2 separate regions of the Sus scrofa genome follow, and region 2 is linked to region 1. A link is a contact called in public Hi-C data. All regions are on one chromosome and are shown on one strand. Each heading gives the region's core, a stretch centred on a gene start, on an enhancer-like site or on the middle of the called end of the contact. The rest is flanking DNA. Distances are from core to core; before and after follow the strand shown.

Evidence for each region. A called contact is a pair of places that touch in the nucleus more often than the background predicts.
Region 2: a Hi-C map of alveolar macrophages shows a contact between it and region 1, with 2.2 times the contacts expected there. The contact joins the enhancer-like site here to the promoter of SELENOP in region 1. A contact is called at or near these places in 19 of 47 Hi-C or Micro-C datasets (alveolar macrophages, embryonic fibroblasts, epiblast stem cells and 10 more) and 2 of 2 datasets of contacts at active chromatin or transcription factors (alveolar macrophages and skeletal muscle).

What each region holds. Positions count from the first base shown.
Region 1 is chr16:27,545,289-27,550,968 of Sscrofa11.1, reverse strand. SELENOP (selenoprotein P) reads left to right here and starts at 3,106. Exons shown (of 5, transcript NM_001134823.1): 1 at 3,106-3,153.
Region 2 is chr16:27,620,287-27,625,966 of Sscrofa11.1, reverse strand. It overlaps the pseudogene LOC106506477. Among named protein-coding and RNA genes, the nearest start is that of SELENOP, 75 kb to the right of the region's middle. Within about 2 kb of position 2,791, at least 8 of the 83 cell types and tissues checked have an H3K27ac peak or open chromatin away from gene starts, as enhancers often do. A contact at or near this core is called in alveolar macrophages, fetal liver and liver, where this site is marked.

The DNA of each region.
Region 1 (5,680 bases), core at 1,857-4,356:
AAGGCCATGTCCTATGAGGCGCTGCAGGCACCGGCTCTGGTTTAGACCAGGCTTTTTTTCTTTTTCAAATTAATAACATCCTCTTTCAAACAAAAATTCTTCTGATGTCTGTTATTCTCTGAATGTGCTCAGTCCCTCATGAAATTTGGCACTTTGTAGAGTTTCCCCCTTAATTGCATTCATGTTTGATATGTCGAACAGTTTTCAGATCCGTGAACTTGTGAGCTTGAAGAAGAGCTCCCTTCAAAGCATATTTCACTTTCACGAATCTCAAAGGATTGCATTAGCCCTTATCTAATCCAAGCTGCTGATCTATGCCTTCCTCTAGCCATTGTTCTTATTTTGCTCGTTTGCTTTGAAAACTTCTTGCTTTTTCCTGGACACCCTCTGCATACTCAGTGGCTTAGCTGTCATATAGATGCTCAAGCAATATTATATTGGATGCAATGCATAAGATGAGATCTTGGGCACCTTTTGTACATGAGAGGGGAAGCAAGAATATTTAGGTCACCAAGCACCATTTCCCCAATATTGGAAGAGTCTTCATTTCCCTTTGCATGTAAAACAGCACCTAACGATCAAGCTAAGGGCGTTATTTATTTATTTTTTTGTCTTTTTGCCATTTCTTGGGCCGCTCCCGAGGCATATGGAGGTTCCTAGGCTAGGGGTCGAATTGGAGCTGTAGCTGTTGGCCAGAGCCACAGCAATGCAGGATCTGAGCTGTGTCTGCAACCTACACCACAGCTCACGGCAACACCAGATCTTCAACCCACTGAGTGAGGCCAGGGATCGAACTCGCAACTTCATGGTTCCTAGTCGGATTCGTTAACCACTGAGCCACGAGGGGAACTCCATAAGGGGGTTAATATTTTATATAGGTCCTCCATATAGTAATAACATGAACTTTTTAATAATTCACGATATTGCTGTTTTATAATTGTGAATATTTTGATGCCATATACTAGCTGCTGTAGCTAATAAACTGGTCTGTAAAATCACAATTCACAGCCCTTCTCTCTCTTGTCATGGACCCACAGATTCTTGGGGCCCTATTCTCCATGGAAATCACCCATGACCCATAAGAAGTTGAAAATTTTTTATTAAAAACATGGATAAAATATATGTTTAAACATAATGGGGAAAAAATGATGATGTGTGGAAGAAGGAGACGATACGAAAAAAAATGTAGGTGCTTGACTCCAGGGTTGGAAGTTGTGAGAGATGAGATCATTAGGATAAAGTTCAACGTGCTAGGATACAGTCAGTAATCTTAATGTTCATGTATGGTGGTGCCTGGAACAACCTCTCAGATTTTAATCATCCCTAAAAATGGAAACCAGAGAACGTTCTAGATAGTGCTGTGGTCAGATTTGCTGAGTGCTTTGGAGGTAGAGCGTAAAACCTAAGATAAAGTGCTATGTTGTGCCTAGAATAAGAACCTAATTCATGTTTAGTTTCGTTTGATTTAATGTAATTTGTTTTAGCACCCAGTGAAGGTTTGTTTGAAAATTCTGCTTTCTTAAGAATGCTGACTGGATCTGGACTGCCCCACACAAAAGAGGCTATTAGGAATGGATTCCTTTTAAACCTCACAAGCTCCCCATCTTCTCCTTTTGTCAGCTTAGGGTTTTAGAGGCACAGGGACCTGGACACACACAATCCTGGGCACTTCGTCTTGGAGCTAGCTACACACTTGGAGGGAATTCTTTGACACAGGAGGCAGCGGCTAAGCCTCAGGTAAAGGAAGGAGCTGATGGCCCAATACTTGATTTTCTGTTACAGATGGACCCAATGTGACTGTATAAATTTGTCAGGAAAATGAACCATAGGATCATCTGCTTTATACAATTCCCACCCCCCCACAAGATTCTTTTAAAAAGCAAGCTATGTATAGGTGTATTTTTTTTTCCTGGGGAAAAACTAAACATTTCACTGGATTCTCAAAGGGATCTGGGACCTCAAAAGGTTAAGATCAACTGCTTAGTGTGAGGAAATAGAATTTGGCTTTCAAATGCCAGGCTTCTACTTCGACAGTATGTTTCTTTATAGCATAGATAACCATCTGAGCCTCTTTGTACTTCCTGCATCTTGTACAATAGAACCCAGCTTGCAGCAATCAATAGGAGTTTGTTTGCACAAAAATGCATCCATAGTGAAAGCAAGGCTTACTTGAAAACCATCACCATCCAGGGCTGATATCATTTGACATTGCTCCTGCCCTTACGCATCACAGAGGGGGTATGTGTGTGCTCATTTGTAGCCATTGGTGGAAAGACTTTATCCACTTCTGAAAGAGAAGGAATTTTCAATTTTAGTTTTACATTTTGGAATTTCTATACCCGTTTCCTGTCTAGCCACTATCACAGCTAACTTGTATTTGTGTGGTATTTAAATTTGTAAAGTGTTTTTTTTTTTTTTTAATACTTAAAAAATTTCTGTCAGATCCATAAATCTTCCAGGGAGCAGGACTTCTGTGATGAGAAGAATGAGGCCTGGTTTCCCTCCCTATTTCCTTATTCATTTCCTCAAATGAAAAAGAAAGGAGCAGAGATACTGTGAGATTCCACAGAGATTCAGGTTTTAAACACTGCAAAATAATCCTAGCAGATCTGTACCAATAGGAGACAGGAAAGATTTGAAAGAGCAGATGACTTTTCTGACAAAGCTCACAGTTTGGGTTAGGCTAGCACCTGGCCACTACAAACAGAAGAAAAAAATTTTTTTTCTTTTTTTAAAGCGGCAGCTTAACTTGCTGGCTCAGCAAATGTTTTTCCCTATTATAGTTTGGAAAAGAGCATGACTTGGAGGCCTTCTTTACCCTTAGCCCTTCCTCCCGCCCCAGACTGTACCATTAAATCCTAGACACTGGGGTGACTGAAAAGGATAGGGAATAAAATTGTAATTGCCAAAAAACTTTCTCCCCATTTTATGCCTGGCAGTGCTTACTACTTTTTTAAAAAGTTGATTATAAGAATCATTTCAGGGGTTTGCTCTGCTTGCAAGGTCACCGCCTGAGCGGGCACTGAACTTTGGATTATGACTGAAGAGTGAGGTAAACAACAGGACTATAAATATCCAAGTTTCTGGCTGTGGCTTTGTGGAGCTGCCGAGCTGAGCAAAGAGAAAGGAAGCAAGCTAGTCGGAAGGGGTCGTGTAAGTAGGAACTTTGTGTTTTTCATGATTGATTCCTTGAGAGTTTGGTAAATAACTTGATTTTTGAGTCTGATAAAATGTTTCTGTCCTTAGAATAGATTTAAAAAAAAAAAGATTGGTAAAGAAAATAAAAGTAATACTGAAGAAAGAACAAAAGAGTCTAAACTCCGGCAGTGGGCACATTGACAATTCTTGCTAATTTTTGCCCTGCCTTCTGCACAGCTAAGGATGAAGATGGGGGCAATGGAGGCTGGAGAAATCGAACACTTTTACTTTGCAAAAAGTTGTGCTGTCTTACGGGCAATATTGTATGTTCACGCTTACGTATCTCCCACGAAAGGCAGAGTGAGAGCTTTAAGGGGAAAAATAGCCCATGGGTTTGAAGAGCAAGGACTGAAATATGGCCATTCCACAGTGCTGTAGAAACGTCCAGGGTATTGTGAGCAGTTTCGCATTAAAGAACAGCAGCAAAAGGGGAGGGCAGGTTTGGTTCACTGTGTGGAAATGATCACCCTGGAAAGAGTTAAACCTGTGTCAGAATCAGGTGGTCTGTGATTAAATGTGAGGTGGTTTTCAGGTGAGTGAGGTGGGACCCTCAGATGGGAGTCTGAAATTCAGGGGAAGAGGGTGGAAAAAGATTGTGCATACTTTGCCTTCTGATGGGGTATTTTAAACAAATGTAAGTCTGTATGTGGCCAACAAATCTAGGTTTTGTGATTGAAAGTGGTGAGATTAATGAAATTCACAACTACATTTTAATTGTTATTGCACTGCCTTCCAGGAAATCTAATTTTCTTATTTATTGTCACTATTTTATACAGCTGCCTGACAGCTGTAATCAATCAGAAGTTTATTATGTAAAAAATGAGCTCACGAAAACAAAGCCGAACAGCCTATTGATTCAGTGACAGGAAAATCTGAATATAATCCACTATCCTCTGCCAATGGCTTTAGTTATTTTTCATTAAAAAAAAAATGAGAAATACGTGATAGAACCTTTTCATTTATATTCACTATTCAGCCATTCGGAATGGTATACTGTATGGCAAAGTGACGGTGCCAAGTGTATTCCAGAAAGCAGAGAAATCTAGCCATTCTAGTAAGAAACAAAACATCTTGAATAATTTTGACATTCTCTTTGTCATCTTAGGGCAAAAATCCTGGCTCCTAGAGCTATTAAAAGTTGACCTGTCTAAAAACCGTAGCTAAGAGGTCTTGTTTTGGAATTAGCAGAACCGGTTTGAATCCAGTTTCTCCTGTGATTCAGTACTTGTGCGGACTTGGGCAAGATGCCTAAGCTCTCTCTCTTAGCTGTAATTTTCTCAATTGCAAAGGGGATAATTGTCACATAGATGCAAAGACTGACTGACATGATATTAAAAAGTGCTTAGTGCCATCAGCATGTCGTTCTATAAATGCTTAACAAATGGTAGCTATAATAAGGATAATTATGTCCTCAGTATAAGAACTATGCTAAGAAATTGCCTAGAGTTAGTCCAAACATGGCCTGTCCTTTTTTAAAACTAGAATTTTAAAGATATTAGAAGAGTTTGGATGGCCTTAATAAATCATTTAATTTATCCTCTCTTAAATTCCCCCCTCCCTCTTTATTTCTCTCCCTCTGGTTATGCTTTTATCAAGATACTCTATATAGCTAGGGGTTTTGTGGTGTCAAATAATGTGAAATGTAATCAGGTTTTAAAAAGTTTAACTATATCTACTAGTGCATTAGAGCCCAAATCAATCTGATTTTAGCCTTTCTATTTCCTCTTAATTCTGGGCTCAGTCTAAGTAACTTATTAACTGCCTATCCTCCCTCCACTGTTCTGTACCCTCCCCGCAAAAAACCACTTCTACTTTTTTTAAATATCCCAGATCTGTGCCTGAAGATGTGCCAACTTCTCAGATCTGGAATTTTGTTCTTATCTCTCCACACAGACTGTCATATCAAAATGAGCCTGATTAACTGATTAACTTGGTAGATCTCAAATAAAAATTAAATGTTTGCATAAAATGTGGGGATTTTTCTTTTTCTGCTCGTCTCTGCTGAAAGTATTCTTCTTTTCCCTACCGCCTGTCTATGGTTCCCTTGCTTTATTTGTACCTTTCTGCAGAGAGTGCTGGCCCTTATTTTGGGAATATTTCTCATCAGGTAGTTAACTTTAAGAGGGGTCATCTTTTTACCCAAGAAAATGCTATCTAGTCTCAGGAACTTCCTGAAAGTAGTGGTAGCCAGTAAGTAGGCAGTGTAGATTTCAGTGAGTCTTAAATGGTACAGGGGCCCGTGACTTGTAATACTTCTTTCTGGTCAGTCATTTTTCCATTGGTCCATCTTTGTCTTGGATGTGATAGCAACATTTTGGCAGGCATGACTTCTGAATCTCTTCATGTTAGCAGGCTGCCTTACTCTACCTCCTTTCTTCGTGGGTTTCCGTGCTGACTTTTCATTTCTGTACACAATCTCCTATTTACCCTTTCCTTTCTTAGATTAGAAGAACAGAAAGAAGAGAATAGAAAGAAGCAGTTA
Region 2 (5,680 bases), core at 1,542-4,041, 75 kb before region 1:
TAGCTTCTCATGTGTTATTCCCCCTGGTTATTGGTGAAACTGACTCTGAGCAGCTGATGTGTGGTTTTGAGGTCTATGGACTTTTACGGGCAGTGGGGCTGTGTTCTGGGTGAGAGTGTGAGGGCAAAGGGCATATCCACGTGCTTCTCAAGATGGGGATAATGAGGGAGAACCTACTGGGGCTATTCTCTTTACCTTCTCTGGCCTGTTTGTGAAGGAAGAAGAATCTCCAGCACACCCTCTGTCTCCCCATCGCATAAGAGAATTAACCTGGACAGATCTCAGCTGAGGTGATGAGCCATAACAATCCCACTGGAGATGTGATTAAGGCATACAGGTGAGCAGAAAATTTCCCAGCTATGTTTTAGTGGAAATCGTATTAAACTAAGACCTTGGTGTGATTTTGCTTTTTAGGGCTGCACCCGCAGCATGTGGAGGTTCCTAGGCTAGGGGTTGAATCAGAGCTTTAGCTGCTTGTCTACATCACAGCCACAGCAATGCCAGATTCAAGCCGTGTCTGCAACCTATACCATAGCTCATGGCAACATCAGATCCTTAACCCACCGAGCGAAGCCAGGGACCAAACATGTGTCCTTTGGATACTTACTAGTCAGGTTCATATCTGCTGTGCCACAACAGGAACTCTCCTTAGTGTGATCTTGATGAAGTGTGTTAGCATCTCTAGGCCTAAGGTCTTCACCTCTCAAATGAAATTTGGGGGAGGATAGGACAGTCTAGAGTCTTGTCTTGCTCATCAGGCTGTAGCTGTCATGTGCATGTTTTGGACTTGTAGTGTGAGTAGAGTTATGGTTCTCAACCTTGGCTGTATGTTAGAATCATCCAGGGAGACTGTTCCCGAGGCCAGGATATAGGCATCACAGCCATGGTCATAAAGCCTTCTGGGCCATTCCAGTGTGAAGCAGCTTTTAGAGCAGGGCCATTGCACCTGTGCTTTCTGTAGCACCAACACTGGCATCACCTGGTGGCTGATAAGACACACGGAGCCACTGCATTAGAATTTGCATGCAGTGCTTTAGAGCTTTGCTGACATCTAGTGGTGACAGCCTGTATTAAGACTTTCCTGGAGTCTGGCACAACATTGTAAATCAACTATACCTTAATAGTAGTGAAACAACTCATTCCAGGGAATTTTTTTTAAAAAAATTTATTTAAAAAATTTTAAGTGAATTTTATTTTTTATTTTTTTATTTTCTATTAGAATCTGATTTACAGTGTGTTAGTGCCAGGTTTACAGCAAAGTGATTCAGTTACACATTTCTATTCTTTTTCAGATTCTTTGCCTATATGGGTTATTACAGAATATTGAGTAGAATTCCCTGTGCTATATAGTAGTCCTTGTTGATGATGCATTTTATAAATAGTAGTGTGTATCTGTTAACCCCAAATTGAAATGCCAGATGTCACTGTAGTAAGTCCAGTTTGTGAAGGCCCAGATTTATGAACCCTGAGTATGAACGATACTCAAGGGAATGATCATGTGTTTCTCAAAAGTAAATGGTGAATACAAGAAACATGCTGATCTTAATGCCCTTTGCCAGAAAAGAATGAAAATTGCTGGTGAAAACATCTGATTTCTGTAAATATATTCTTAAGACTTAGCTTTCTGCATGCAAATTTTCTTTCCAGTTTAATTTCTGGTATTGAATAATACTAGAATTAAAAATAACTCGTGTTCTTGGGAGTTCCCTGTTGACCTAGAGGTTAATGGTCTGGCATTGTCACTGCTGTGGTTCAATCCCTGCCCAGGAACTTCTGCATGCTGTGGGTGTGGCAAAAACAAAATCAGGTGTTCTCAATAGGGGAGTGGTGAAATAAACTATTAATAATTCACTTAATGGATTTTTCAAGCAGATACGATGAGATTTTGGAAATACAAAAGACTCTTGTCAATGCGCAGTTGGGAAAAAAAAAAAAGGCAAGGTATATACCTGTGTACTCAGTCTGATGACAAATATACAACAAACCAAAAACCTAAAAGCAAGCTCAAAACCATGCAAGGAGAAAAGATTGAAAAGACATGCATCTGAATGTTAATAATAGTTATCCATGCATAGTAGACACTTATCTATTATTTTCAGAAAGTTTGTGAAATATGTTCTTTATAATTTAATCAATTTCCTTGAACAATCCAGAATTTGTACCTTTATTACTATTATTTTTTTGGCCTTGACCTAGTCATGTGGAATTCCTGGGCCAGGGATCAAACCTGTACCACAGCAGTGACAATGTCAGATCCTTAACTGCTAGGCCACCAGGGAACTCCCTCTTCCTTAAAAAAAGACTCCTGCCCTCTGGTCTTCATGAATTGTATGCAACTGAAACATTTTAAACTCCTGCCCTCATCTCAAATTTCACAGAAATCTGATAGAAGGAAACACAGTCTCATAACATAATGGCCTCATGATAACATCTATAGCTTGTTTATGTGATTCTGTGAGATTCATGCTGTTATTTCAGTTCTCTTCACATCAAATTCTGCCCTAGCAGTTCATAGCAATGGGTATTTTGTGTTATGTGATTCTTTCTGAGGCAGACCCATGTGAGCAGGGTAATTGTTGTTGAGGAAATATAATTAAAAACGGAATTTCTCCCAAGCTAGGAAACTTCTCCACGAAGAGAGAGTAGAAAGAAAACAGCTTTATTATTGAATAAGCATTAAACCAAAATTCAATAAGCATCACAGGCAGTCCACTAAGGGAATGGAAAGCCAGAGGGAAATCTTACCCTTTTATGGAGTCAAGCCGACCCCACTGTTGGATGCATTTTCTCTAGATAAACATCAACTAGTCCTCAGGTTAGAGGACCATTGGCCCCACACAGTTCATCCTAGATTCCTCTGGCACTGGGGTGACCCTCTGGGTTAGCTGATTGGCTTTATCCAAGGGAAACAGACTTCTTTCTGACACTAGGTTTTAAGCAGGGTATCCACTCAAGTTGGGCTCTGATCCTCCCAGAGAGACTGGTTCCTTGTCTTCCCTCATGTTTGCATTTCCAAGAGATGACTCCCAGGTCCTTGAGAAAGACATTCCTGGGTCCGAAAAAACGACAGGAGGCTATTGAGCTTTTAAAAAAGATTCGCACACCTTTCAAAGAGACAGAGAAAGAACTCACAATGACAGCTTTTCTAAAGTTAATGCTCGAAGATAAAGGGAAGGGGGAGGATAGCTCTTCCCTTGTTTTCAACTGGTAGAGTTTAGCCTCTTATTTTTTAGTTAACTTACATTTGTCCTTACATTGCCCACAGCTTTAACAGGCCTTTGTAAGAACCATGTGTTGAAGGCTCTTTCTGTTTGTTGTGCAGCCCCCCTTCACCTGACATCCCCCCACAAATGGGTTAATCACTGGAAGCCCTTCCGGTACCTGACTGTGGTTTCCCAGCCCATTGGCTTTCATTGAGTTTGGTGGGTTTTACTTGCAAAGGTGAGCAGGGCAGGGAAAAGTGAGCGGTAGATGGGTTTCATTTCTGAAACTAGGGGTAATGCCTCTCTGCTCAGCCTCCCCCAGCTCTCTGACTAACATCAGAACCCAGAGATGTTAGAACACCACAGTTAGTCACAAAAATCTTCCTTCCATGGAAGCCCAGTCACCATGTAGGTAATAGTAATAGTCTCCATTTGTGTCACACTTTACAGGTGAGGAAGCAGACTCATGTCTGTAATTATTCTAAAGCTCATAATAATCCTACAGTGTATGCATCATAATCCCCATTTTCTATAAAATCTGTAGCATCTATTTATACTTCAGTTATTATCTTTCAGAATTTATTTTCCATATATACCTTTAAGCTTTACATTCAAGTTAAAATATTAAAAGAATATTTTAGAAATATGCTCGAATGCATGAATCTGCTTAATGTGAATAGAACCACGAAGTAGCTTCCTCTGGTTTGCAAATATAAAATACATATGCATAAAATCAGAGATATCATTGGGTATATGTGATATAAAAATAGACTGTGTTAAAGAGCCTTTAATGTTTACCAGTCAATGTTACAGCCGAAGGAGGTTATTAAAAACTTAAACACCAAAATGAGAGGGAAATTCAGTTCTAAGATGTGATACTCTCATCAGGCCATATTACACTTAAATGCTTCCTATTTAGAGTGTTAGAATTATTCCCAAAGCAGTTTATGGTGTTACTTTTTTCTTTCTAAAACGAAGTCAATAGGATTTTATTTGATTTTATTCAGAGTGATTTAACTGAATGTGATACCAAGTTAAGAGTTATTAAAATCTTGGACTTCCTGTCATGGCTCAGTGGAAACGAATCTGACTAGCATCCATGAGGATGCAAGTTGGATCCCTGGCCTTGCTCAGTGGGTTAAGGATCTGGAGTTGGCTGTGAGCTGTGGTGTAGGTATCAGAGGTGGCTCGGATCCTGCTTTGCTGTGGTTGTGGCGTAGGCTGGCAGCTATAGCTCCAATTTGACCCCTAGCCTGGGATCCTCCAAATGCTGTAGGTGTGGCCCTAAAAAGAAAAAAAAAAAAAAAAACCCAAAAAACAACAATGAAAAACGGGGAGGCGGGGGGAGCTGTTAAAATCTGGACATGCTATAGAAGTAGGGAACAGTGGGTAGACTTTTAAAGACAGTGGGGTCTTAAAAAAAAAAAAAAAAAAAAAAAAAGGAGTTCCCGTCGTGGCGCAGTGGTTAAGGAATCCAACTAGGAACCATGAGGTTGCAGATACGGTCCCTGCCCTTGCTCAGTGGGTTAACGATCCGGCGTTGCCATGAGCTGTGGTGTAGGTCGCAGATGCGGTTCGGATCTCGCGTTGCTGTGGTTCTGGCATAGGCCAGTGGCTACAGCTCCGATTCGACCCCTAGCCTGGGAACCTCCATATGCCGTGGGAGCGGCCCTAGAAATGGCAAAAAGACAAAAAAAACAAAACAGTGGGGTCTTTAAAAACTCATTTAGGAATGTAATCCCCAGACCCTCCTGCCTCAGGGCTAGAGTTATTCCCTTTGTTTAGACGATACAGTGACCGTAACAGATGAATCCCCAAGAAAATTTTTATTATTTTCTAGGAGTTTTGTAATTTTATGTAAATTGAGTATACTTTAAAAAATTTAAAATGTTCTGTCAGTTTCTGTTGCACAGCCAAGTGACCAGCTATACATTCATACATTCTTTTTCTCACATTATCCTCCATCATGTTCTATCACAGGTGATCAGATGTAGTTCCCTGTGCTATACTGCAGGATCTCATTGCTTATCCATTCCAGATGCAATAGTTTCTAGCCCCAAACTCATTATTTATTAAAAAATGGTATCGAGGTATGTCATGTAAAAATCGAAACATACTTAATGTGTATACCTTGATGGGTTTGGGGATTAGTGTGTGTCTGTGACACCATCACCATCAAGTCCATAAACATATGTATCACTTGCCAAAGTTTGCTATTGCCCTCTTTATTATTATTACCATTATTATTTTGGGGGGTAAGAGTAATTAATGGTGGTTCCCATTGTGGCTCAGCAGTAATGAACCCGACTAGTATCCATGAGGACGAGGGTTTGCTCCCTGGGTTAAGGAGCCAGCATTGCTGGAGATGTGGGTGTAGGCTGAGTTGCTGTGGGTGTGGTGTAGGTCAGCAGCTGTAGCTGTGATTTGACCCCTAACCTGGGAACTTGCATATGCCCCAGGTGTGGCCATAAAACAAA